Linked DNA regions of Mus musculus: regions 2, 3, 4 and 5 are each linked to region 1. The links are chromatin contacts, called in public Hi-C, HiChIP or PLAC-seq and Micro-C maps. All regions are on one chromosome and are shown on one strand. Each heading gives the region's core, a stretch centred on a gene start, on an enhancer-like site or on the middle of the called end of the contact. The rest is flanking DNA. Distances are from core to core; before and after follow the strand shown. Region 1 holds the start of Acad9 (acyl-Coenzyme A dehydrogenase family, member 9). Region 2 has its middle 15 kb from the start of Gm25696. Region 3 overlaps Anxa5 (annexin A5). Region 4 has its middle 27 kb from the start of Gm6639. Region 5 has its middle 10 kb from the start of Gm11548.

Evidence for each region. A called contact is a pair of places that touch in the nucleus more often than the background predicts. HiChIP or PLAC-seq counts read pairs in DNA pulled down with a chosen protein or histone mark.
Region 2: a contact with region 1 is called in an H3K27ac HiChIP or PLAC-seq map of double positive thymocytes, with 5 times the contacts expected there. The contact joins the enhancer-like site here to the promoter of Acad9 in region 1. A contact is called at or near these places in 3 of 39 promoter capture datasets (hematopoietic stem and progenitor cells, hippocampal neurons and neural stem cells), 2 of 484 Hi-C or Micro-C datasets (epidermal suprabasal cells and regulatory T cells), 4 of 115 datasets of contacts at active chromatin or transcription factors (double positive thymocytes, embryonic stem cells, memory CD8 T cells and 1 more) and 1 of 9 other capture datasets (adipose tissue).
Region 3: a Micro-C map of trophoblast stem cells shows a contact between it and region 1, with 6 times the contacts expected there. The contact joins the enhancer-like site here to the promoter of Acad9 in region 1. A contact is called at or near these places in 5 of 39 promoter capture datasets (cranial neural crest, embryonic stem cells, hippocampal neurons and 2 more), 15 of 484 Hi-C or Micro-C datasets (the C2C12 cell line, the HL-1 cell line, LSK cells and 11 more), 1 of 115 datasets of contacts at active chromatin or transcription factors (astrocytes) and 4 of 9 other capture datasets (adipose tissue, liver, macrophages and 1 more).
Region 4: a Hi-C map of Th1 cells shows a contact between it and region 1, with 7 times the contacts expected there. The contact joins the enhancer-like site here to the promoter of Acad9 in region 1. A contact is called at or near these places in 19 of 39 promoter capture datasets (the 3T3-L1 cell line, 3T3-L1-derived adipocytes, the C10 cell line and 12 more), 6 of 15 datasets of contacts at CTCF or cohesin (the G1E-ER4 cell line, embryonic stem cells, hippocampal excitatory neurons and 3 more), 198 of 484 Hi-C or Micro-C datasets (the AML12 cell line, the AtT-20 cell line, B cells and 103 more), 19 of 115 datasets of contacts at active chromatin or transcription factors (the HPC-7 cell line, the NIH/3T3 cell line, PVALB interneurons and 15 more) and 5 of 9 other capture datasets (adipose tissue, embryonic stem cells, liver and 2 more).
Region 5: an H3K4me3 HiChIP or PLAC-seq map of bone marrow-derived macrophages shows a contact between it and region 1, with 8 times the contacts expected there. The contact joins the enhancer-like site here to the promoter of Acad9 in region 1. A contact is called at or near these places in 4 of 39 promoter capture datasets (cranial neural crest, embryonic stem cells, hippocampal neurons and 1 more), 1 of 15 datasets of contacts at CTCF or cohesin (pro-B cells), 14 of 484 Hi-C or Micro-C datasets (the Ba/F3 cell line, the G1E-ER4 cell line, the N1E-115 cell line and 8 more) and 2 of 115 datasets of contacts at active chromatin or transcription factors (astrocytes and bone marrow-derived macrophages).

The regions. Positions count from the first base shown.
Region 1 is chr3:36,062,657-36,067,266 of GRCm38.p6, reverse strand. It overlaps Acad9 (acyl-Coenzyme A dehydrogenase family, member 9), which reads right to left and starts at 1,288. Exons shown (of 18, transcript NM_172678.4): 1 at 997-1,288. The coding sequence starts at 1,158.
Region 2 is chr3:35,718,084-35,723,048 of GRCm38.p6, reverse strand. No RefSeq gene overlaps it. Among named protein-coding and RNA genes, the nearest start is that of Gm25696, 15 kb to the left of the region's middle. Within about 2 kb of position 1,963, at least 134 of the 459 cell types and tissues checked have an H3K27ac peak or open chromatin away from gene starts, as enhancers often do. A contact at or near this core is called in double positive thymocytes, embryonic stem cells, epidermal suprabasal cells and 3 more, where this site is marked.
Region 3 is chr3:36,447,067-36,451,838 of GRCm38.p6, reverse strand. It overlaps Anxa5 (annexin A5), which reads left to right. Exons shown (of 13, transcript NM_009673.2): 11 at 1,143-1,201; 12 at 1,405-1,527; 13 at 2,433-2,916. The coding sequence ends at 2,495. Among named protein-coding and RNA genes, the nearest start is that of Mir7009, 26 kb to the left of the region's middle. Within about 2 kb of position 2,263, at least 126 of the 459 cell types and tissues checked have an H3K27ac peak or open chromatin away from gene starts, as enhancers often do. A contact at or near this core is called in the C2C12 cell line, the HL-1 cell line, LSK cells and 6 more, where this site is marked.
Region 4 is chr3:35,691,433-35,695,818 of GRCm38.p6, reverse strand. No RefSeq gene overlaps it. Among named protein-coding and RNA genes, the nearest start is that of Gm6639, 27 kb to the right of the region's middle. Within about 2 kb of position 2,643, at least 45 of the 459 cell types and tissues checked have an H3K27ac peak or open chromatin away from gene starts, as enhancers often do. A contact at or near this core is called in B cells, CD8 T cells, the CH12 cell line and 15 more, where this site is marked.
Region 5 is chr3:36,493,964-36,498,943 of GRCm38.p6, reverse strand. No RefSeq gene overlaps it. Among named protein-coding and RNA genes, the nearest start is that of Gm11548, 10 kb to the left of the region's middle. Within about 2 kb of position 3,368, at least 71 of the 459 cell types and tissues checked have an H3K27ac peak or open chromatin away from gene starts, as enhancers often do. A contact at or near this core is called in the Ba/F3 cell line, the N1E-115 cell line, bone marrow-derived macrophages and 3 more, where this site is marked.

The sequences.
Region 1 (4,610 bases), core at 39-2,538:
ACCTGCCACCTCCACATTAAAAAGAAGAAGAACAAAACAACACAAACAACAACGACACTGCCTCTGACTTCAACTGGGCTACCAGAGACACTGGCCAAGGTCTACAGGTTGAGAAACCAAGGAACTAACAAAAGAGATACAAAGAAAAGAATTTTTTTTTCAGAAACCTGAGGCCTAACATGCATTCAGAACAAACATTAAGTACATATCTGCATTAGTTACTAATGGTGGGTGGGGTAGGAATGGGAATGAGAAGTGAGCAATGTGGAGAAAACCACTGGCCACTGGGCCAAAGCCTGAGGGCACAGGTCCAAGATGCAGAATTATCCTTGAATAGTGAGAAAGCTGAGTTCTAATCACCAGGCCAGCCTTTGCTAGGGGTATACAGCTCACAACAGTATAGAAAGTAGATACCATCTGGAGGAGAGCTGACCACTGGGACTCTCACTAAATACAGAAATGGAAAACTGGCAGCAAAGCTCACGGGTGATGAAGGGTAGATTTAAAGACTGAAGGGGATACATGATGGCTGCGCTCTTCCTCCTGCCTTGGAAAAGCACAAGAATCCAAGTCCCTCGGCACCCTCTGCGCCAGAATGTGGGCAAAAGGGTCCCCACACTTCAAAGTTCTAGCTTTGAACGTTGCACCAGGGCAGCCACTCAGCCCAAGTGTTGACTTCTACTTTAATAAAGTCAGACAATACGAGACAAACTTCCAAGACAAGAAATAGCTGGATGGGCAACTCTGAGGACCGAGGCAAGAGGACCACGTATTCAAGGCATGCCTAGCTACAGAGCGAGTCCAAAGACAGCCTGGGCTACTACTGAATGAGACCCTGCCCCAAAACAAAAACCACTGTGACACGACTTAAGCCACATCGCCGAGCCCAGCCTCTCGGATGTTTGGCTTCTACGGGCTCGGATAACGTTCCATGCAACTCTGGCCAGAATGAAAGGTGGGAGCAGAGGACACGGGCAGTCCGGCCTCGCCTCCTACCTGCTCGATGTTGCCCAGGAAGAGCTCCTTGGCGAACGAGCAGCTCTGCAGGCTGGTGTGCAGCGGGCGGCGCCTCGCCGTGAATTCCCTCAGCACCCGGGAAGCTCGCGCCGCAGCCGCCGCCGCAGTCGCCCCACGCGAGAGCAGCACACAGCCAGACATGCTGCTCCTGACTTCAGACTTCAAGTCGCTGGAAGCCCCGCCGCTCCTCCCAATGACGCCAATCACCCGCGTCCGGGCATCCAAAGTCTCACCCTGCACCGCTGCAACCGGAAGCTAGCTCGCACTTCCTGATGACGCAAGGGCTGCGCCGCCTTGAGCGAGGCTATTGGACAGGTCGTTCCAGAATATGTTTAATAAATGTCTCCTACGCCAAGCATTGCTGTATGTAATGTCTGAGTATGTAATTTAGAAATTGTAGTTTTTTAAAATTCATCCGAACAGGCTAGGAAGTAAGTGTGTGTGTGTGTGTGTGTGTGTGTGTGTGTGTGTGTGTGTGTGTGTGTTCTTTCTTGTTATACTTTTGCCAGTAAGAAAACGAAAATACTCAAAAGTCAAGCTGCAAAACTACCACCCAGGCTCCCAAACACAGCTCTTGTGCCTGTGTGCTATTCTCAGCACATCCTCTAAAGAGCAGATTAGATTTCATCAAATAAACCTAGAAGTACAACTTTTGTTATTCTCATCTCACTTAATGTAGGACTTAGAATATTGCTAAATGGGTATAACAAAATGACAAGGGACCTATTTTACTAACCCACTTCTGCCTAATTCTCTTAAATATGTGAGTGGCGTGGTATCATTTTGTATGGGAGACTGCATGAAGCACTAAGAGCATGCTGTTTCCTCCTTTCTTGAATCTACCACTCCCTGTGTTGTGCACCCCCCTAGTCTGGCCCCTATTGGCCACAGTCTTCAGACACTTGCTTTCTTCACCACTCCCAGGGCAAGGCATTTCCCTTGGCTCGGTGACCTACCCTATGAAACTATAAACACCATGTTTGTTTGTTTGTTTCTTTTTATGATTTATTTATTTTATGTATGTGAGTATACCATTGCTGTCTACAGACACACCAGAAGAGGGCAATGAATCCCATTACAGATGGTTGTGAGCCACCATGTGGTTGCTGAGAATTGAACTCAAGGCCTCTGGAAGAGCAGTCAATGCTCTTAACCGCTGAGCCATCTTTCCAGCCCTTGTTTGTTTTTTTTAAAATGAATCTTATGTTGAGGAAGTAAGCCAAGGCAGGGCCTGGTCCAACTGGTCCAGCTCTCACATCAGGGTTTATTCATATGTCTGTTGTCTTTATTTCTAGGCAGGTTGTCCTGAGGGAACCAGTGTGGCATCAACTGTTACAAGATGACTCCTTCAGAAAATACATGCAGTTTTAACACCAATAGAAAGCATTTATGCCCCACTGGGGACTGCATAAGGAACTTCCCAAACTATGTAGCCCAGAGCCTCACTATTCTTTTCCTTTTATGCACAAAAAGCAAGTAAGAACAGTTAGCGAGAAGTGAAACTACAGAAGCCAAAAAGCAAGGTTAATATGTTTAGGGACTTTCCCAGGTCCTGGCACTATAAACTAGGTCTTTGATGAATTAGGTCTTTGTTCCTATTTTGGCAGGTTAGGGTTTTGGCAGATTGTTGTTGCCTATGTACTGAGTTCTAAGGTCAAAATGGTGTCTCTAAGATGGCATCAGTTGAGTCAGTGTCTCACAGGCTATTGAGGCCACCTTTTAGTCATGGGAGCCAAGGAACTACTTGCCCTAACTTAGTCTGAATCTTAGTAGACTGCCTCTTAAAAAATATCTATCTATCTATCTATCTATCTATCTATCTATCTATCTATCTATCTGTGTAAGAGAAAGAGTATACTAGGCACATGTGTGGAGGTCAGAAGATAGCTTCTCAAGTATTGGACCCGGATCTCCAGGCTTTGTGGCAAGCGACTTCACTCACTAAGCCGTCTTGCTAGCCCACAGACTGCCTCTTGAAAGGTTAGCGTCAGTACTGTAGCCTCTGTTCCATCGATCTGAGATCTCCAGGTGACCCAGGAGTCCCGTTCACACGAATGTGTCCTGCCAGTGTTGCTTTCTTTCTTAAGAGTCACCTTGATCACAATGTCTCTTCACAGCAATAGAACATGGAATAAATCACCTAATGTAGTGGGAACTAACTAAAATACATGAAAGTGATTTTAATGATGTCTCCAAAAATGGGGAGGTAACTCTCCATCTCTCGTTACCAAACAGAGCTTCCAGTAGCAAGCCTGGGTTATACCCAATTGAGTTGTTGGCCAAAGAGCTTCCATGGAAATGCTCCAAACACCCCAGGCTGTTGCCAATACAATAGTTTGCTCTCTGCAAACTGACAAAAAGAGTCCATTGCTGAAGACAACACCCACACTTGGGGAGGTCTAGTGGATGCCAATATAGAACCTTCACCCCTATGTTCTAAAGTCTTGAGTATGGAAAGTTACTCTGCAGGCTACCAAAAGAGAAACACATACAACAACATAGCCACAAAACCTTTGATCTACAGTGTTATCTTCCTTGCAAAATATGCTAAGCCAATGGTCGCACAAACTAGTAGGAGTAGCAAACCAATGTCTGATTTGAACAAGGCCCACTCTATGAGGTAGAACCCATACCCAACACTGCTTGGTTGCCCAAGAATCAGAGACTAGATAGCCTAGAGACCTATGGTAAAATCAAATACCACAGATCTTAAAACACAGTACTAATAAAATGACTCCTACTGATATTCTGCCAAGCTCATAGATCAGTGCCTTATTCAGCCATCATCAGAAAAACTTCCTCCTGCAGTATATGGGAATAAACACAGGGATGCACAGCCAGATATTATGCAGAGAAAGACCTTGGAACACTCAGCTCTAAATGTGATTTCTCTATTAGCCCCTCCCCCCTTCAGAGCTCAGGAGAATCTGCAGAAGAGGAAACATAAAGCGTGTAAGAGCCAGAGAGGATAGAAGATACAAAAAGAACTATGCCCTGTAAAGTCATTGATAAATGGGACCTCATGAAACTGGAATGTTTCTATAAGTCAAAGCTTCTATAAGCTTCTATAAGGAAAGCTTCTTATGGTCAATAAGACAAATCAGGAACCTAAAGATTGGGAAAAAAAATCTTCACTAACTCCACATCTGATAAAGGGCTAATGTCCAAAATATATAAATAACTCAAGAAGTTAATCACAAAAAAACCCAAACAATCCAATCAAAAAATGGGGTATAGAAGCCTCTTCTTTTTAATGAAAGACAGAAATGGGGTGGATTCAAATGGGAGGAGAGAGAGAGGGGTGGAGGGAGGGGGGATTAATTAAAGGATATTTTATGAGAAAATAATTTATTTTCAATAAAAGGGAAATCTTTTTGTTTTATTGTGTGAGTATATTGCCTACATGTATGTATGTCCATCATGTGTTTCCTGGGCTTGGAGAGGCCAGACAATGATGCTGGACTTCCTGGAACTGGGGTTGAGGAGCCTCCAGATGGGTGCTGGGAATTGAATCAGATTGAACACAAGAGTAGCAAATGTCCATGTGACAGCTGAGCCACCTCTCCAGTTCCTTCAGTGACTTTAAAGCATGA
Region 2 (4,965 bases), core at 714-3,213, 340 kb after region 1:
AAAAGTGCCATTTAATTAACAGTGGATCCGAGGGAGGAGCTTAAGAGGCCACGCCTTTGTTGGGTAGGATGTGATGTACTTTTAAGAGGTGTACCTACTGATGTCTGTGCCACTGTAAACAACCCATAACAGATGCTCATATAAGCAACGCTCATCACATGCAGATGTGTGTGCAAGCACATGTGCGTGCACACACACACAAACACACACACATACACACAAGTTGGGAAGTAGAAAAAGATCGGAAGTATTGGGAGCTCCCTCCCAAGAGAAGGCAATGGGGGTAAATATGAGTAAAATATATAATATGTACTTATAAAATATAATGAAATTTATTATATGAATTTCATAACAACATGTATGCTGTTAATAATAATTATATATATGTTAGTAAAACTTAAAGAAGGTGTTGAGTATTATAACAGGGATGAGAGTTTGAGATGATAACAGGAAAGTCAAATGGAAATATCAGGAGATAGTGAAATGTAGAATAAAAAAGCCCAGTAGGGAATTCAGGATCTAAGTTCTGACGTATAAATGTGTAGCCAAAATGGATCAGAGTGTCAATCAAAGAGTGTGTGTGTTCAGGTGTACAACAGTGAAATGACAGACAGAACAATTTAGAGCAACCAAATAAGGGGAAAACAAAAACAAAAACCAAACCAGGCCTCTGTTAGACATCTAGTCTGAACGCTTAGTGGCTCAGGAGGCCAAGTGATCCGTTTGGAACAGGCCAGTGAGTTAGTACAGCTGTTATAATGTCAAGCAGCTGGAAGACTCAGATGTAGGTGCCATTTTTGTCACAGTGGATGTGGAGAGGAAATGGGTGAGGACCAAGGGGAATGGGTGGAAATTTTGATAAGAAATATCCATTAGAATTGAGAGATAGAGAACCTTTCCAATAGGAGGGCCACCAAGGTAAAGACAGCTGCAACAAAATGGTTGTCTTCTGGTGCACACTGCAGGTCTGCCAGAACTCTGCAAGTGGAAACAGGTTCCCTTTGAAGTGAGGGTGACATAGAGGAAGAAGCTGTGGGTGGAGACCAAGAAGAAGAAGCTGGGTAAAATGTTAATGGAACAGCTTTGCCTAGGCCTTTTGTTTTATTTCTGAGTTTGAAAAGGTAGACAAAGGAGAGAGGTGTGCGTTGGTTCCATAGAATAAGGAAGGAGACAAGGCGGACAGGGTGGAGAATGTAGATGGAGAGCAGGGCAGGACCTTCAGTCCCAGCTTGGCAGAGAATGGGAAAGAGAAAGTGCAGATGTGAGGAGCCTGGAGAGGAGCCAGGGAGCTGGTGACTTTTTTTTTTTCAGCACAGATATGGGGTGCAGGGGTGGGAGTGGGGCCTACTCCATTTACCTGACTCGGGGAATCATATTACTGTTGGACAGCCAGACTGCTTTTTTCCCCATGAGGTGTCACAGGAGATTGCATTGCTGTAAACTGTAAACTGATGTTTGTGCTAGGGAGGTACAAAAGAAAGAAAAAGAGAAGGAAGGAAGGAAGGAAGGAAGGAAAGAAAGAAAGAAAGAAAGAAAGAAAGAAAGAAAGAAAGAAAGAAAGAAAGAAAGGAAGGAAGAAGAGAGAGGCAGGAAGGAAGGAAGAAAGGAAGGAAGAAAGAAAGAAAGGAAGGAAGGAAGGAAGGAAGGAAGGAAGGAAGGAAGGAAGAAAGAAAGAAAGAAAGAAAGAAAGAAAGAAAGAAAGAAAGAAAGAAAGAAAGAAAGGATCCAGTCTGCCTTAGCCACGTAACTCTTACTGAAATGTGTTGAGTACTGATGACAAGGACAACAGAAGGCAGTTCCATCACAGATGACATATATGGCAAAACCAGCGTCACTTATAGAGTCAAAGTACAGACTTAATTGAGGGTGAAGTCAATTTCACAATGTGCTGTGTGATGTGTACTCTTGTCTCAGGAAGCTCCCCCACCCTGGTCAGGGAGAAGTCGCAAGTTCGGTGGGTGTGGTTTACCTCTCTGAGTAACAAATTCAGCTCAACAAGAAGAAAGACCTGTAATGAGTCAGAAGCGCAGTCAGGAGGAAATCTACCCTTAAAGCTCACTACAGACCCAGCTAGCTTTTCAGAAGCAGAACTGGAGAAACCTGTTTTAGAAGCAGCACTGGCCTCCTGATACAGGCTCTTCAGCCTCTCCCTTTCCACAATTTTCCTTTAAGGCAGGTGACTTTTGCCCTGGAAAAACTAGCCACTACCAGTAGTGGTGGGGATGACAGCCCCACCCAAGGTTTCTGCCTTCCCTTTTATCAGTCATTTGCTCTGCAAAGTCCTATAACTCCTCCTTTCCTGGCACTTCCAGTTCCCGGAAGTACTCCTTTTTGGGTCTATAGAAAGAATTTTTAAAAAGGGTGGAGTCAGGACTGGGTGGGCTGCTGAGTGATGTAGGGTAGCACTCTCTGATCTAGAACTCCATCGCTAAAGACACTTCTAAAGAGTGCAGGGCCTCGGGAACTGCAGGCATAGAAGCTCATACTTATAAGGGCAATAGAGTATGGGAGAACGTACTTAGAAAGTAGAATTCTGGGGCCATCTCTAATACCATGGACTCATAGTGACACATTTGTGTGAGAGTCTATGACTATAACACGAAATTACCTATGATCACAGGGTCTTAACAAACTCGGAATTGCTTTTTGGGAAGGGCCAGTACTCCCTCTGGGGTATTTGAAACTGGAGACTTTGTAGTTGCTGAATCTGCTGGAGTGCTCCAGACATTTAGAAGGTGTGGGGCATTTAAGTAACAATACTGCAGAAAAAGAGCTACAGACACAGGGCTGGTACTAGTTGGTTACCATAGATCTAGTAGAACAGAATATTCCCTTCAAGCCTACTAGACCCTATGTTGTTGGCTTTTTTTTTTTTTAAACTTGATGGATCACATTATTTGAAAATACCATTGAATATAGTTGGGCTTAGTATGTGCGAGTAAGACAGGGTCTCAATAAGTTGAGGCCAGCTCAAAGTGGCCTCACACTGACTGTGTAGCTGACCTTGAACTTCTGACTCTCCTGCAGCAATTACAAGCATACACCACGTTGCTCAGTCACACGTGGTTCTGAAGATTAGACTCAGGACTTCCTGCACTCTACGCAAGCTCTTTGCCGACTGAACTACAACCCTAGCCTCAAGTTGTTTACGTCTTTACTAATTGTTTCAGTGCTGTTTTCCAATATGAGAAGCAAGATAAACACCAAGGGGTGGACCCAGAAGTTCTTCTCCTCTCCCTCTGTTCCCCGAGACCCAATCCCAAACCCTGCAACAGTTCACTAGCTGAAGCTCCCTTCCTCCTTCCCCCATTTCCTGTAGATTCCACTGACCACTCCCTCCTAACCCCCACCCCCAAACCTCATCTTAGTATCCCAGCCTCCAACACCGGTGTGCATTCCCTGTGAACATACAAGCAGAGCAGGTCAGGAAAACAGGCAACATGCAGCCATCACACTCCCTGAAAATCCAAAGAGGAAACAGAAACCAAGGAACACAATACCCAGACATAAAAGACAAATCCAGAAAACAGCATCTAGACCTATAATCACCAAAAACCCAGATGTTGACACACTAGCATAAGAACACACTCAACAACAGCCAGGGGCATGGCAATAGCCACGTCTCCATTGGCAGTGAATATTCCAACATAACTGAAGCACAGGAAACAAGTTTAAAATCAAATATATGATGATGATGATGATAGAGATCCATAAAGAGAAAATGAATAAATGCCTTTTAAAAATCCTAAAAAATACAAACACTGGGAAGGAATGAGTAAATTCCTTAAAGGAAACCCAAGAAAATACAAACAGGTGAAGGAAACAAATAAAACTGTTCAAGACCTGAAAATGGAAATGAAAGCAATAAAAAAAAAAAACACAAACTAAGGGAATCCTGGAGATATAAAACCTAGGCAAGTGAGCAGGAACTACAGATGCGAGCATCACCAACAGAATGTAAGAAATGGAAGCGAGAATCTCAGGTGTTGAAGACACAGTAGAAGAAACATTTGGCAAAGAAAATGTTAAATCAAAAAAACTCCTGATAAAAACATCTAGGAAATCTGAGACACTATGAAAAGACCAAACCTAAAAATAAGCAGAGGAAAGGAAGAAGAAACCCAGCCTAAAGACCCAAAAAATATTTTCAACAAAAATCATAGAAAAATTTTTTTCCTAACTTCAAGAATGAGATGCCTATAAAGGTACAAGCATTATATAGAATACCAAGTAGATAGGACCAGAAAAAAAAATGTTCCATCACTACATAATAATCAAAACACTAAATTTACAGAAAAAAGAAGTAATATTAAAAGCCTCTAGGGAAAGAAAGCCAAGCAACATACAAAAGCAGATCTATTAGAATTACCACTGACTTCTCAATGGAGACTCTAAAAGCCAGAAGGGTCTAAGTAGATGTACCGGAAGATTCTCTGTCTTTCCTCCTGGTCCTTCCCTCCCACAATCCTTTCCATCACCCCCTCCCCTTCTCTGAGAGAGTGGAGGGCCCTCCTGGGTACACCCGCCCCCTCTCCTCCCCTCTTGGCACATCAAGTCTCTGCAAGGCTAGGTGCTTCTTCTCCCACTGAGGCCAGACAAGGCAGTAGACTGAGTTAGGGGAACAAATTACACAGACAAGCAACAGCTTTAGGGATAGATCCCACTCCAGTTCTTTGGGACCCACATGAAGATCAAGCTGCACACCTGCTATATATGTGTGGGGAGCCTAGGTCCAGCTCTTTGGTTGAATGCTCTTTAGCTGGTGGTTCAGTCTCTGAGAACCCCCAAGGGTAGAGATTAGTTGATTCTGTTGATCTGTCCCTTTTGAGGCCCTCAGTCCTTCCTCCATCTCTTCCATTAGAGTCCCCAAGCTCCATCTAAGGTTGTAGGTAGAGTCTCTCAGAGGACAGTTATGCTAGCATAACAGTGCTTAGTGTTAGTGCTTAGTGACATTAATAGTGTCAG
Region 3 (4,772 bases), core at 1,014-3,513, 380 kb before region 1:
ACTCTTCTCACAGCTCATTATACTGACTAAGAAGTTATTATCTGGCTAGAGATAAATCCGGGTCTTTGATGTGACAGAATATGGGAAGAGGTTTTTTTTCCCCAGGTTAAATAATTTGGAGTTTCGATTAAGTGCTCAGAATGACTGGAGAAGTGAATTTGCAGGTGGTTATAGTTTTTAGATGCTCTCCAGATCCTGCAGGCCCAGGTCCTGGACTCACATGGTCTGAAGGCTGCCTCTGTCTATTCTGAGCATTTGTGCAAGAACCAACTTTAAAAAGTAGCCTTTCATCTGAGCACACAGTCAATGAGTTAGACACTTGGCTCTTTCATGATGAAGACACACAAGAACGTCACCGTTGTTATGAGCACTTAATTAAAACTCCAAATTATTTAACCTGAAAACACCCACCTTCTTTCATACCAAACACACACATTTGTTTTTCTAGCCAGATGATCATTTCTCAATCTGCCTGAGAAGCTGCTTTTTGTAATCTTTGAAAAGGAAGAACCGAGAAGTTTCAGAGCTCAAGGATTGTCAGTTTTATAGCCTACAGAGTTTTTGTGTGCTAGGTGTCGTTTGCTGAGTGACTCTGGTCTGCACGCCCTTAACCTATGTCAGCTGTGATGTGGTGGGGTGAGCTGCCATAGGTTAAGTGTTTGAACTGCAAAGGATACATCCAGGCTGCTTGTGTGAATTGTGAGATTTAGCTCAGAGATTCCGGAGAGGTTACAGAAAGTCAGTCCAAATGTTTCCAGAGATTAGAGTAGTATTCTTGTATCATTTGATCAGATATCTTGGAACAGAAACTTCCAAGCTACTTATATAATTTATCGGTGGTGAAAGCTGTGGCATTATCACCACCCAGGTGCCAACAAAGACCGCAGAGAACAAAGGGGCACAGAGAAGAGCCTCTTTTCCAGGGCCTTTCTGGACCCGCACAGTCCTCTGAAGAGAGCCAAGCTAGAGAGTCAGAAGACAGCTGCGGAGGGAACCCCAGCAGCTTGCAGATGCCCCTCTGCAGGGCACCTCACTTTTACACTTAGAAGCAGAGCTAAGAACAGGAGACAGTGTTTGCATTTTGATTACATCATTCTTCATGTCCGAATAGCTTTTGACAGTTGTACTATGTGTTTTCTTAGTGAAGTCTATTCGGAGCATACCTGCCTACCTTGCAGAGACCCTCTACTATGCCATGAAGGTGAGTAGACACCCTGCATCTAATAAATGCAGCCTTCTCTAGCTCTGACTATGCTTCATGTGACAGCCTGGGGATGCATGTCTCTTTCCGATGTGTAGCCTGTTTCTTCTACGTTACCAGACTTCAATGATTTACCTCAAACCAGGGGCATTTGGTGCTGTATGTGAAGACTTTTAACACCTGCACTCTTTTCTCCTTTAAAGGGTGCTGGGACGGACGATCACACCCTCATCAGAGTCGTGGTGTCGAGGAGTGAGATTGACCTGTTTAACATAAGGAAGGAGTTTAGGAAGAACTTCGCCACCTCCCTGTATTCTATGATCAAGGTAGAACTTTGGTTTACATTAGAAACACAGAGCCAGATCGGGCAGCATGAAGGAAATGGATGGAAGAATCCAGTTCCCGTGCTAAGTTAAAATATTAGTCATAGGATTAGAGGGGTTCTAAAGAAGGATAAAGGGGGAGCTGGGTTACAGCCCCGGCCAAGGCTCAACCGACCCAAGGCTTTGTCCGTTTTTAGAATGTGTGCTTGTGTATCCATCAGTATCAGCTGCCTTTGTTAGCTCCTCCCTCTCGTCAGTGTTTCTTTCTTCCTTGTCTGTGGTCACTGTGCCCCTGGTGTCAGGTCATAGCTGCAGCAAGAGACCCCTGTGACCTTGAAGTGTGGCTGAAAGGAAGTCTCTTGACATCTTTCCTTGTGGACCACGTGTAGAGAGAGGTTTCAGTTGAGCAAAAGCGTTGGATTTAATGTGTGTGGTGTGTGGAGCTTGGGTTGAGGGTTGCCAGCGAGTCTGTGCACTTAAGACACTAGCATTTCACACATAAGCGGCATGAGGGGAGCCCAAGGAAGGCATGCCCTATGCCCATGTCCGAGGCAAAGCCACAGCCCCTGAGAGGCCCTGCATGCCTTTGTTACCCGAGAGAAACTGGGCGTCTGTTTGAAGGCATGATGATTTAACATACTTGGAACGGCTTCTCTGCTTCTCCATGGAAGAACACAGTCCACTCCATTAAGAGAACAGCCCTCGAGGGGTAAAATTAGAAAGTTAAACTGAGCGGTATTGGTAGGAATTTCCCTGTGTAACATTCCTGTTGTGAGAGTCATGCAGAGAAGTTGCCCAGTGGGGAGAAAAGTCACAGGAACGATAGTCACCCTCAGCCATTTCCTCATCTTTTTATTTCCTGTGGCTTTTGTGAGTCATGGAGTTGACAGAGTGTGTTTGGGTTCCAGGGCGACACATCTGGAGACTATAAGAAGGCCCTGCTGCTGCTCTGCGGGGGCGAGGATGACTGAGAGCCGCCTGGAGCGCCCTGTGCCTGCTGCCCACCATCAGCTTTCCTCAGCACCACACTTGCTTGCATTCTGTGCCTGCCGCGCTGCCTTACACTAGTATGCTAATGACCAAAGGTGTCTTAGATGAAAGCAGTGTCCCGCCCTTCTGATGTTCTGTCTACAGTAGGTAGTGACCTTCCCATATCTCTCAGTCCAATGTCTGAGTTATTAATATTGTCTATGAATTGCTTTTTATATCCTTTTTTAAAGCTTCATTTATATTAAGTTAATAACCCTATTATCTTGATTGGAACCTTAGCGGTGAAATTGTGAACTCTTGGAAATGCTGTCAATCAAGCTTACTGCTCTAGCAGACCTGCAAAATTATGATGGTAGTATCCAAAACATTGGCGACAAATAAAAACATTCCCTTCCCTCCAAATCCTGTGTAGGTTTGTGTTTAGAAAGCTTATTTAACAATGATATCCCTTTGAAAGCAGGCACTTGACAGTAGTATTAGTTAAAGCTAAAACTATAGTTGGTCTTGGGGTACTAAAACATGCAGTATCGCAGACTGAACTTCCTAATGCGGTGAGGTAAAGGATGGAGAGAGAATGGGGGGTGGGGGATGGGAGGTGGGGGTAGGGTGTGGATGGAGGAAGGGGGTGGGGTGGGGTGGAGGTGCATGTGTTCCTCTGTGTGTGTGTGTGTGTGTGTGTGTGTGTGTGTAAAACAGTTTCCTGGTGGGATGAAAGCTGGGGAGGGGAGGGTCCCCTGGTGGGAGGAGGGGAGGTGAAGAGAAGAGATTTATTTCCTCACCAGCTAGGACAATACTATGGAGCTTCTACTAGCAGCAGAAAGAGTAAATTTTGCACAACCTAAAATTTCAGTGTGTTCGAGTTTGCTTGTAACTCTGCTCTTTACCTTCTCCTCCTCCTCCTTGAGATAATTGTAGAAGTTTCTTCCTCCAGTCCCATAGTCCCAGAAATAACCTAATGGCTCATAACCTAAGATAACCCATTTATTCTAATCCATGTTCTGCCACGAGGCTGGTTACCTGTGCTCAGGCACCACACGTCTGTCTCATCACAGATAACACAGACAGTACTCTTTAGGAAGCCATTTCTTCAGCCTTGCCTTCCTGTTTCCCACCTTTGGGTGCCTTGAAGTGGAGTTACCTTGACATTTGTACATATGCTATATACTCACGGCTACTTTTTTTCCTAAGTAAAATGTTAATATCCTTATTAAATAATGACAGCGATCTTTTCACAGACCTCACTGTTCTACAAAATAACCAAGGAAACTGTAAAAATTGTGTGTGTGGTAATGTGAAGTTGGACACCCCACCCACCCATAAACACACACACACACACACACACACACACACACACACACACACACACACACTCCCGCCCAAGCTCCATAGACGCAGAGCCCAGTCCATCACATAAGCGGTGCAACACACACTTGCCGGCTCCTGAGCGATGAGCTGACTGTGCTGGCCCACACCTGTCATCCGTACATCGAGGAGGCTGAGGCAAGAGGATGTTTCGAGTTCCAGGCCAGCCTGGGCTACAATAGGAAACTAATCAGAAAAAGAAAATGCTTTACCGTGTGCTGTATTTTCCAGTTTGTAACGCCCTGCTCCATCTTGCTGTGAACCTGCTGTGAAAACAGTAGTTCTTCTCAGATCACTTTTAAAGAGACTCATTAGTTAATCTGAATGAGAGCAGTGAACATGTATCTCTTCTTTGGAGAGACAGGCTTATACCACATAGCCTAAGCTAACCTTCATCTCCAGATACCATCCTCTGTATGTCTCCCTCCCTCCCTCCCTCCCTCCCTCCCTCCCTCCCTCCCTTTCTCTCTCTTTGGGGAGGAGGTGGTGGGTCTGGAAATTGACCCTAGCAGATCATGAGCAAGTATTCCACCACGGAGCTACACCCCTGCCAGAGTTGTCAAAGCTCTGCAGAATTGGTGCCTTTATAGACTGGTAAATAAAAACCAAGCCGGGACATTGAAACCAACATGGATGGACACTTAGGAACTTTCCAATCTTTTGCTTAAAATGACATCACAGTTAGAGACTTTGCCTTTCATAAAGTGGGCAGGTCTTAATTTGATGTGTAACAGTGCAGTTCCTTTTACAAATAACGTGTGTGAAGATAACCGGGCAATCGTGAGGAGAAAGATAAGATTAGTTCTGAACTTCCTCTATTCAGTTAAATCTCAAAATAGTAAACGTGGTCATTGCATAATAATTAAGTCATGTCCTCGTGTTTCGGGCTAAGAGTC
Region 4 (4,386 bases), core at 1,394-3,893, 370 kb after region 1:
ATGCTCCACTTGGGTTTTTCAATCAGTTTGCTGCCTTAATATATTCAAAGCTAGCATCTCCACCCTGTGTGGCCCGTGGTGCTTCCAAGTCCTAAGTTTCTCAGTGGTTCAGCAGGTCCAGTTAGGTTCCTCCTGTCAGGGATCTCTTCAGTTCCGGTAGCTCTTTTTCCTTGGATGAGATACTCTGCTTGTTACACCTACTGATACCCCTTCTAGTCTCTTTTACTGTTGTTATTTTTTCTCTTTCTCTTCCTCTTCCTTCCCCTCCTTCTTTGTACCCTCTTTCTCAGTTATTTTTCCTCTTAATTTTTTATTTAAGACAGGGTCTTTCTATATAGACCGTGATGTCTTGAAATTCAGAAATCCTCCTACCTCAGCTTCTTAAATTCTGGGGTTAAAGATGTGTACCACCAAGGCCAGTACCATCTTATTTTTGAGACAGGGTTTCTCACTGAACCTGAGGCCTTTTGATTTGTGTAGACTAGCTGGCTTGCAAGCCAGGATTCCTCCTGTCACTACAGCCTCAACTGGGTTACAGTGTGTGCTGCCATACAGGGCTTTTCCAAGTGGCTTCTGGGAGCTTGAACTTAGATCCTCTTTCCCATCATCTAAGTCATCTATCTTCCCAGCATTTTCTTCCTTCCTACAGATATTCATTTTTCTTCATTTAGTGGTATTGTCAGGATTTAAATAAGAAGGAAAGTATGTGGTTACTTTATTTGCTTAATCAGAAATCAGCCTATATGCCACCAGAGAGTGGGCTCAGCAGTAAACTGTATACTGTTGTTGTAGAGGGTAGGAATTCAGTTCCCAGCACCCACACCATCTGTAAGCCCCAGGAAGGTCTGATGCTACTACCCATCATGGGCACCACCACATCCTCCCCCACATACACATTATTAAAAAATAAATCTCAAAATTAAATATATCAGTCATTAATTTCAGTGTTTCAATTTTTTTTTAACTGTATGTCTTTGAGGCAACACATAATGGGATGAATTCAAATAATGTTTTGAGTCGGAAAAGCAGAATTTTATCACTGCCTTCTCATGCTTCCCTGCTGGGCTCAAGAACTAATTTGACACATGAAAAAAGTAAGAGGAGAACATAAGTATTTAATCTTAGTTTTGTGGACTGGGGAGCTCCGACTGAGAACTAAACATCAGGGAAGGGGTGACGTTCGAATGCTTTTATATTAAGTTGAACAGAGACACGAGTACAGAGAAGTAAATTCTGTAGGAGGCTAAAGGAAAATAGGAATTGTTTTAGCAGGGTTTGTTTGTACAGAATCCTGTTTGTTGTGCCTCCCCATTGAGAGGCATTCTTTTTTGCCTAGTCTTCAGTGTAGGTTTTTTTTTTTTTTTTATTCTCCTGTATGCAAGGAGAAGGGAATGAAGGGGATTCCTTTCCTTCAGCATCTGCTGCTTTTCAAATACCTTCCACTCCAAACAACACTCATGCCGAAGTGGCACATTCCAGGAATTTTATAAATGGACTGACAAAGGATCTAAAGGATTCTTTTGTTCCTTACTTTGGCTATCAAATTATGACAGAGTGACCACCCCTAAAATCGGGATGCTCTCGGGAATCTCATACTACCAGAAGAAAAAGTTTCAAGCCTGTAGCTAACCAGAGGGGCACTTGTCGCTAGAAACTGGTTTGCACCTTGTCCTTGCAGGAGACAATGATTTGCAGGTCAGTGATCTGCAGGACCCTACCTTGACCAGGGCTATTTATGCTTTCCCCAGGCCTTTTACTAAGTTAGCTCATGACATCCTCCTGAAGACAACCGGGGTGGGAGGTGCCAGTAGTGAGGGGTCAGAGACAAAGCTCTACACCGCCATCCTAGCCTGAGCAGCTAGCTACCCAAGATGTTTAAGGACCAAGATGTCAGGCGGAAATGGGACTTCAATAGCAAGAATTTCAGGACTGTTGGAGCAGAGATTTTGTTAATTGTTTTCATACAGGCTTACACAGAGGCCTGAAAGAAAGAGTGTTGCTCCGACGAAAGTAAGACACAGCCGGAAGTACAGGTGTAGACTATTCACAGGAATCACACTTCAAGAGTCTTAGCGATGACGTCACCGGAGGCGGGAAGACGAGGACACACGTCACCTTTAGCACCCTTGGGACTTTTATGAACCTTAACTCAGTCGCTGAAAGAACTTTAAGATTTGCCAATTTATGAAGCAGAGTTGGTGATTTCATCAAGGGTATCTCAATGGAAATGTAAGCTCAAGGGCGGAGAGACAGATGAGGGCTCAAAAGACAGTAAGCACATCTGGGAACAGTGGATTGATCGATCCAGCCGGTCTCCGATGACTCCCAGAGAGGTAAAGTGTGTCCTGTGTGTGAACTTGTAGGAAGAACATCTACTTACCATCGTATGCTTATACATGATCGGGCATGCACATGATTAATAGCAGATGTATCATGGGAAAAGACAGGCATAGTGAGCAAAGGCTTGCTTAACGTAAGCCTATCAATGAAAACAGGAAAGCAAGGGCTGGAGAGATGGCTCAGCAGTTAAGAGAACTTCCTGTTCTTCCAGAGAACGTGAGTTCAGTTTCTAGCATTCATGTCTGATACCTATAATTCTACCCAGCTCCAGGGACTATGGCACCCTCTTCTGGCCTCTGAGGGCACTGTACTCATGTGGATTCTTTTAAATCACGTGCTCTCGCTAGAGGTTCAGGCTGTGCTCTCCTCTGTTATGTGAAAGCTGTGCCCTGGGTGACTCCATTTTACAAAGCAGCAAATTCAGAGGCAACATGACTGTCCACGTAGATACCACCGGAAGCACAGACTGCCAGATAACTGATTCTTTTTTTTTTTAATTTTTTTATTAGGTATTTTCCTCATTCCAATGCTATCCCAAAAGTCCCCCATACCCTCCCCCCCACTCCCCTACCCACCCACTCCCCCTTTTTGGCCCTGGTGTTCCCCTGTACTGGGGCATATAAAGTTTGCAAGTCCAATGGGCCTCTCTTTGCAGTGATGGCTGACTAGGCCATCTTTTGATACATATGCAGCTAGAGTCAAGAGCTCCGGGTTACTGGTTAATTCATAATGTTGTTCCACCTATAGGGTTGCAGATCCCTTTAGCTCCTTGGGTATTTTCTCTAGCTCCTCCATTGGGGGCCCTGTGATCCATCCAATAGCTGACTGTGAGCATCCACTTATGTGTTTGCTAGGCCCCGCAGATAACTGATTCTTAAAAAAGGTACCAATTATAAACTTATCAAAGTAGATTTGAAACCACAACAGAAAAATCCAGACCCAAGAAACCCTCAAACACACAGGCCAAGGAAGGGTGAGATCTCCTTACCTAGACCCCACTAACAGACACTCAATACCATGATGATGACAGTCCCAGCAACGGTCATCCACTTGTCTGGTATGGGGGCAGAGACTTCTTGAGCTTCAGCCCAGCAAGCTCCTTACTTCTTGAAACATCCCTTATGAGTTGCCATCTGTTGGTCTGTCTGTCTATACCTATGGACCAGGTCTTCACCACTGTCGTCCTGCGTTTCTGCCCTACCTTGTGGTCCCATGATTCAGCTCAGTGCCACCGGCTTGCTCTCCAACTGGATTTTAAAACTACCTGCAGTACCTGCATCTGTACCAATTTTTTTGTAAAGCCCTCTTTGAACTATACCACTTCATTAACCCATTAGTAGCCATTCTGCAATTTACATGCATACAGACACACACATGCACATACACATGTATGCACACTTGTGAGTCTGAAGTACAATGTCAGATCTGAGAGTTGATGTTAGTGATTAAGACCGGAATAAAGTAATGTGTGTTGCCAATAGTCTGCTATCAAGGGAAACTGGGACACCCAGGTAAACCGTAGCCAGCAAAAGCAACATAGCTTGTGAATTTATCATTATTTAATAAAGTCTGACATCGTCAAGAGTCTCAATGTGCCCTTCTGTGTTTTGTGCACAGAACACATTTAAATTATTTTCCTCCTACAGTTAATGTGTCATGAATCCTTTATTTATTTATTTATTTATTTATTTATTTTGTCTTCAATATAAATTTATTTGGTTTAATACTGCTTGAGAGTGACTTAGGTTTGGGGAGTCCTCAGACTCTTCAATACTCCTCAGCCTTACTAGGTCTCCTTATGACCATGATAGGCAGAGGGGAATGTGAACATGATTTGGGGACATGTGAACAGAGATTTGGGTACTCTCCTTAAAATCATCATCTTGTAAAACTAAAGACAGAAGCCCAGGTAGAAGAGCTTTAAAGTAGGCTCTTCAAAGAGAAACACTACTTTCTATAATCAAACACTATATTAGTTTTTGTTTTTATTGATTGTGGCAGGGCCTGGTGGAACACACACACTTTTAGAGGCAGAGGCAAGCAGAT
Region 5 (4,980 bases), core at 2,119-4,618, 430 kb before region 1:
GGCTGCTTGGGCCCAGTAGATAACAGTGGAGTACTTGAGAGCAGTGTTACCCACATCTCTCCTGAGCATGGGCCACAAGATCCCACGTAATCACCTTCATGGCGCATCTGGTGTTCCTGGAGGGTCCCGATAGAGAAGGCGTGGCAAGTCATCCTGTTGGAACTATAATCCCTTTCTTTCCTTACTTTCATTTATTTTCTTTTGGTGTTTTTTTGAGACTTGGTTTCTCTACGTAGCCTTGAATGTCCTGGAACTCACTCTGTAGACCAGCTTGGCCTCAAACTCACAGAGATCTCCCTGCTTCGGCCTCCAGAGTGCTGAGATTAAAGGCATGCACCACTACCGCCTGGCTCCTTCTATCTTTAAACACCTCTTTTAACAAGCTGTTTTAGACTTCCACTTGGAATGGAAAGGTTTTTTGTTTGTTTGTTTGTTTTTTGTTTTGTTTTTTTAAGTCCAGAAGTTGCCTGAGCCTACAGCCTGGCAATGCACCAGAGGAGCAGATGCTTGAACATGCTGAGTCAGCGCCTGGAATCGCTAGGGCCACGCACGCACAGCTGGAGAGAAAATAACCAGTCAGTAAAAATAATCTAGGTGAATTCTTTGCTTCTTAGGCAGGGTCTCACATAGCCCAAGATGCTTTAAGTTCCTACGTAGTCAAAGAGACCCTGAACTTCTGGATTTGGGATTTCAGGTAGGCACTGCCCTGCCCCAAGAATATACTTACCTCTGTTCCTTAAAGAGGACTTGAAAAGAGGGAAGAGACAGCAAGACTTAAAATATAAATATTTTCAGAAGACAAAAAAGGTTAATATATTTTGCTGTTAGTCATTTCAAGCAGAAGTGTGAAAATCACTTTTTAAAAATGCACGGGAAACAGGCAGTAGATATATACAGGCCAGGCTTCTCTCAAAATGTGTTGGAGCATCTGTAAAAAAGTGTATGTGATTTGATTCACTTCAAACAAAGCTTAAGGCAGGAGCAACACAAAGTAAAATGCAAATAAAGGAGTAGGCAAAGAAGGTTGAAGTAGCAAACGAGTCCTTTTCTCCAGGAAGGAATGGTTGTTTTCAAATCAAGCGTTTCTCACATGAAGGCTGCCAAGAATTTTGTATTTGTGAACACATGAACTTGGTCTTCTGTGTATGTGTGCACAGTGTGCATTACTATGTGTGTGGGTGCTGATGCAGGTGTCTGTGCTGATTGCGTGAGTGCCCCTGTGCATGTGGAGGCCAGAGTTTGATGTCCAGTGTCTGCCTCATTCCTTCCCATCTTAGATATTCAGGTATGGTCCTGTACTTGAACACAGAGTCCCCTGATTCAGCCAGTCTAGCTAGCTGGAGAACTCCTTTCTCTGCCTTCTAAGCACTGGAATTACAGATGGGCCATCACATCTACCTGACATTTGTGTAGGCTTTGGGAGTCTGACCTGGTGCCCTTAAGCTTGTGTGGCAACAGTCTCACCCACGTATCTCCCAGGCTCTCGTCCCCTCTCTATGGACACGTTTTCAGTGTATCCCTAACTGACCTGGAACTTGTTATGGAGCTCAAGCTGGCCTTAAACTCAGAAATCCTCCTGGCTCTGCCTCTCACGTGCTGAGATTAAAGGTGTGGGTCACCATTCCAGGCTCTCTCTACTTTTAAAGTTAAAAGAAACAGTTTTTTTTCTTATGAATAAGCAACTTTGCCTTTCTAGACTAGTTTGGTTAGACAGGCATTAGAGAAATTATTTATTATTAATTTCCTCACTCCTGATTTTAAAACAACCATAAACTACTTGACGCTGCTAGATTCCTGCTGTTACCTACATGTTACGGCGTGTGTGTGTGTGTGTGTGTGTGTGTGTGTGTGTGTGTGTATGTGTGTTAGGAAGCTCCACTTGTCTTCAGGGAATCATGCATCAGGGATGCGGTAGGTTATAAAAGGAATCTGAGTCATGACTCTATGAAGCCGCTTGGGGGCGGCATCTCGCCGCTGTCTCTTGCAGACGTGGCAAAGCTGTGGGCCCCAAAGTCGCAAAAGCTCTTCAGAAAAGTCTGAGAAGCCAGTTCAGCTTCGGGCTTTCGGGCTTTCTCTGCCTGAGCCTCTTCCGTCCTGGTGAACGCTTCAGTCCTGAATCCTGGGTCTGAAACAGCTTTGTCCACAGCAGGCTGTCTCCAAACCTGGGCAGAGGACTATTCTAGCAATTCCGTGCACAAGGGTAGGCATCAATGTTCACCCAGGACAGGCGGCTGGAAGTGACTACCCACTAACTCAAGCAGAAAGTCTTAGTATGGAAAGTCTCTTATTTAGTAGCAATAAATAATGCCTTTCCTACTGGGATCCAGGACCCAGCTAAAAAAATTTGTCTCTCTGCCAGGCCAAAACCCACCTGAAAGGCTAAGCCTGAGAAAGTCACTAAACTCTGTCTTAGCGGCTCTTCTTGGCACTGGCCTTCTTCACTGGCAACCAAAGCTGCCAAGTAACGCAGTGTTCCCAACATTAGGCCCGGGACCAAAAGTCTTTCCTTAAAGGATACCCCTGCCCCTTGAGAAAAACGGAACATCTAATTCTATCTGGGCGCGCGGGGAGCAGTCTCTAAATGTGAGCATTCATGAAGTAGAACGTTATAATTTGTTTGTTTTTGCAGATCCCTTGAGGGCAGTGAATGAAAACACGGGCATGGTCCCTTCTAGGTATGGTTGAGAGAAGGTTTTTATTGTAGATAGGAGGGAGAGAAGAGCCAGAGGCATCTGGACGAGTACGGATGGACGGAACATGGCCAGCAGAGAGGAGAGATGGGAGGGAGAGAAGAGAGGAAGAAGAAGAAGAAGAAGAAGAAGAAGAAGAAGAAGAAGAAGAAGAAGAAGAAGAAGAAGAAGAAGAAGAAGAAGAAGAAGAAAGAGAGAGAGAGAGAGAGACAAGAGAGGGGACCAGGAGAAGAAGAAGAACCAAGAGGCCAAGAGTCCAAAGGGTAACCAAGAAAGCCAGAGGTCAAAATGGGTGGGTTATATAGAAACAAGAACAATGATGCTCAGAGGCTGGAGAGGTTTGGGGCGGGAGGTAGGGGGTGGTACTGAGAGATGCTGAGAGAGCCTGGCCACTAGCATCCGCTTTTGCGAGCTAAATAGGCATTTCAGTTAGCCTTTTGTCCTGAGTTTCTCTGAGACCTAACAGGCAGGAGCCATCAGAGAACTGCGCAGGCCTGAAAGACGACTCAGGTCCCTTGCACACACTGAAGTGAGACTTCTGTGAGTTGATTCTCTTACACACTTCAGACAGAGTCCGCCAGGTGGCGCTGCTTCCTGCTTCCTATCAATTGAGGCGCTTCTCCAGCCAAGAGAGGTCACAGCCCTGGGATAACAGCACAAAGCTGACGTGATTCATATCAGGCAGTTAGCAAATGTCCAGCCATGATTGCTGCTGTTGTCATTACTAAATAAAAGATAGCTAAGGAATCATTAGCTATTGGTCCTGTGCCACCTCCAGGGAGGAGGTACAGGCATTACAAGTAGCTCAGCTCAGGATATTAAATTAGCCATTAGCTCAGGATTTTAAAAGCGAAACCATTACTTTTCGGCACCCTTGACCTGCCTATTTTCCGGCCAACCTGACTTTGCCAATATATTGTGAAGCAAGATGGAGGTCACCACCACAGGGCTAAGCTTCTGACATGGAAATATTGATCACTTTGGTTTGGGTCCAGGGTAAGCTGAAAGAAAGTCTCCAGACATTGCTGGTTGTCTAATAGAAAATGCAGCTTCCCAGATAGTCAGCTTTGGCAGGACTGGCATTGAGGCTGGGTACTTTCTCCTTGTCTGGGGCCACAAGCAGTTTCCCCTCACACAACTCTGATGAAAGTTAAAAACGCCTGGGTATTTTTTTGTCTACTTAATAAATGATCTGTGACTAACGGTGGGCTATAATATATTGAGGCCCCCTCACTTCTGTTTTGTAGCTGGATGTAGTACAATTTTGATGGAAACTGCTAGGGGAGATTTTATGCATTGGTATTTTATTATGGCTGTATAATATCTAATAATGGTTTGGCTTATAGTCTTTTTAAAAAGAAATTGTATTCTGTACCTCACAGAAGTAATTCCAGCACGTCTGCTGGTGGCTGGAGGAAACCCTAACAAGCACATGGTTTGGTGAGTCACTGTTCCTGGCCCCTCAGCAGTAACACAGGCTGAATTGGGTGCTACCCCAGGAAACTTTGTTTTATTAATTTATTCTCTCATATATAACATCCCAACCACAATGTCCCCTCACTCCTCTCCTCTCAGCCCCCTGCCCTGCCACCTCTTTCCTTCTCATCCACTCCTCCTCCATTACCTTTCAGAATGGCGCAGTCCTCCCAGGGATATCAACCAAACATGGCATATTAAGTTATAATATGACTAGGCAACTCTCTTTATAATAAGACTGGACAGGGCAATGCAGTAGGAGGACGGGGTTCTAAAGGCAGCAAAAGCATCATAAACAACCCCTGCTCCCTCTGTTAGGAGTCCCACAAAAACACCAAGCTAAAATAACTAATACACACACACACACACACACACACACACACACACACACACACACACACAGAAAGGCTAAATAACAAGGAGGGCTCAGGAGGGGATGCACGGATCTCCCTGGGAAGGGAAAATAGAATAGATGTTGTGGTGGACTGAGGGCAGGTGGGCACAGGAACAGGAAAGAGCCTGATTGGGTCTAACCCAGGCCTCTAGGAAACATTTAATGACAGTCCTGTGGTTTGTTTGTTCTGTTACAACTTGAAGCAAACTCAGGGCATCTGTGGCCAGTGACTCACCTACGAGAACATTATCTTTGGCCATTTAACCTCTGTCTCATTTTCCTCCTCTTGACGAATGACAATGATAAGAATAACTTCTCTGTCCCACATAAGAAGCTTAAATAAAGTCAAAACCCTAAAATACAAAAACACACACAGTGCAAGCTTCACTCCTGGATAACAGAGCCCCGAGATATCATTCT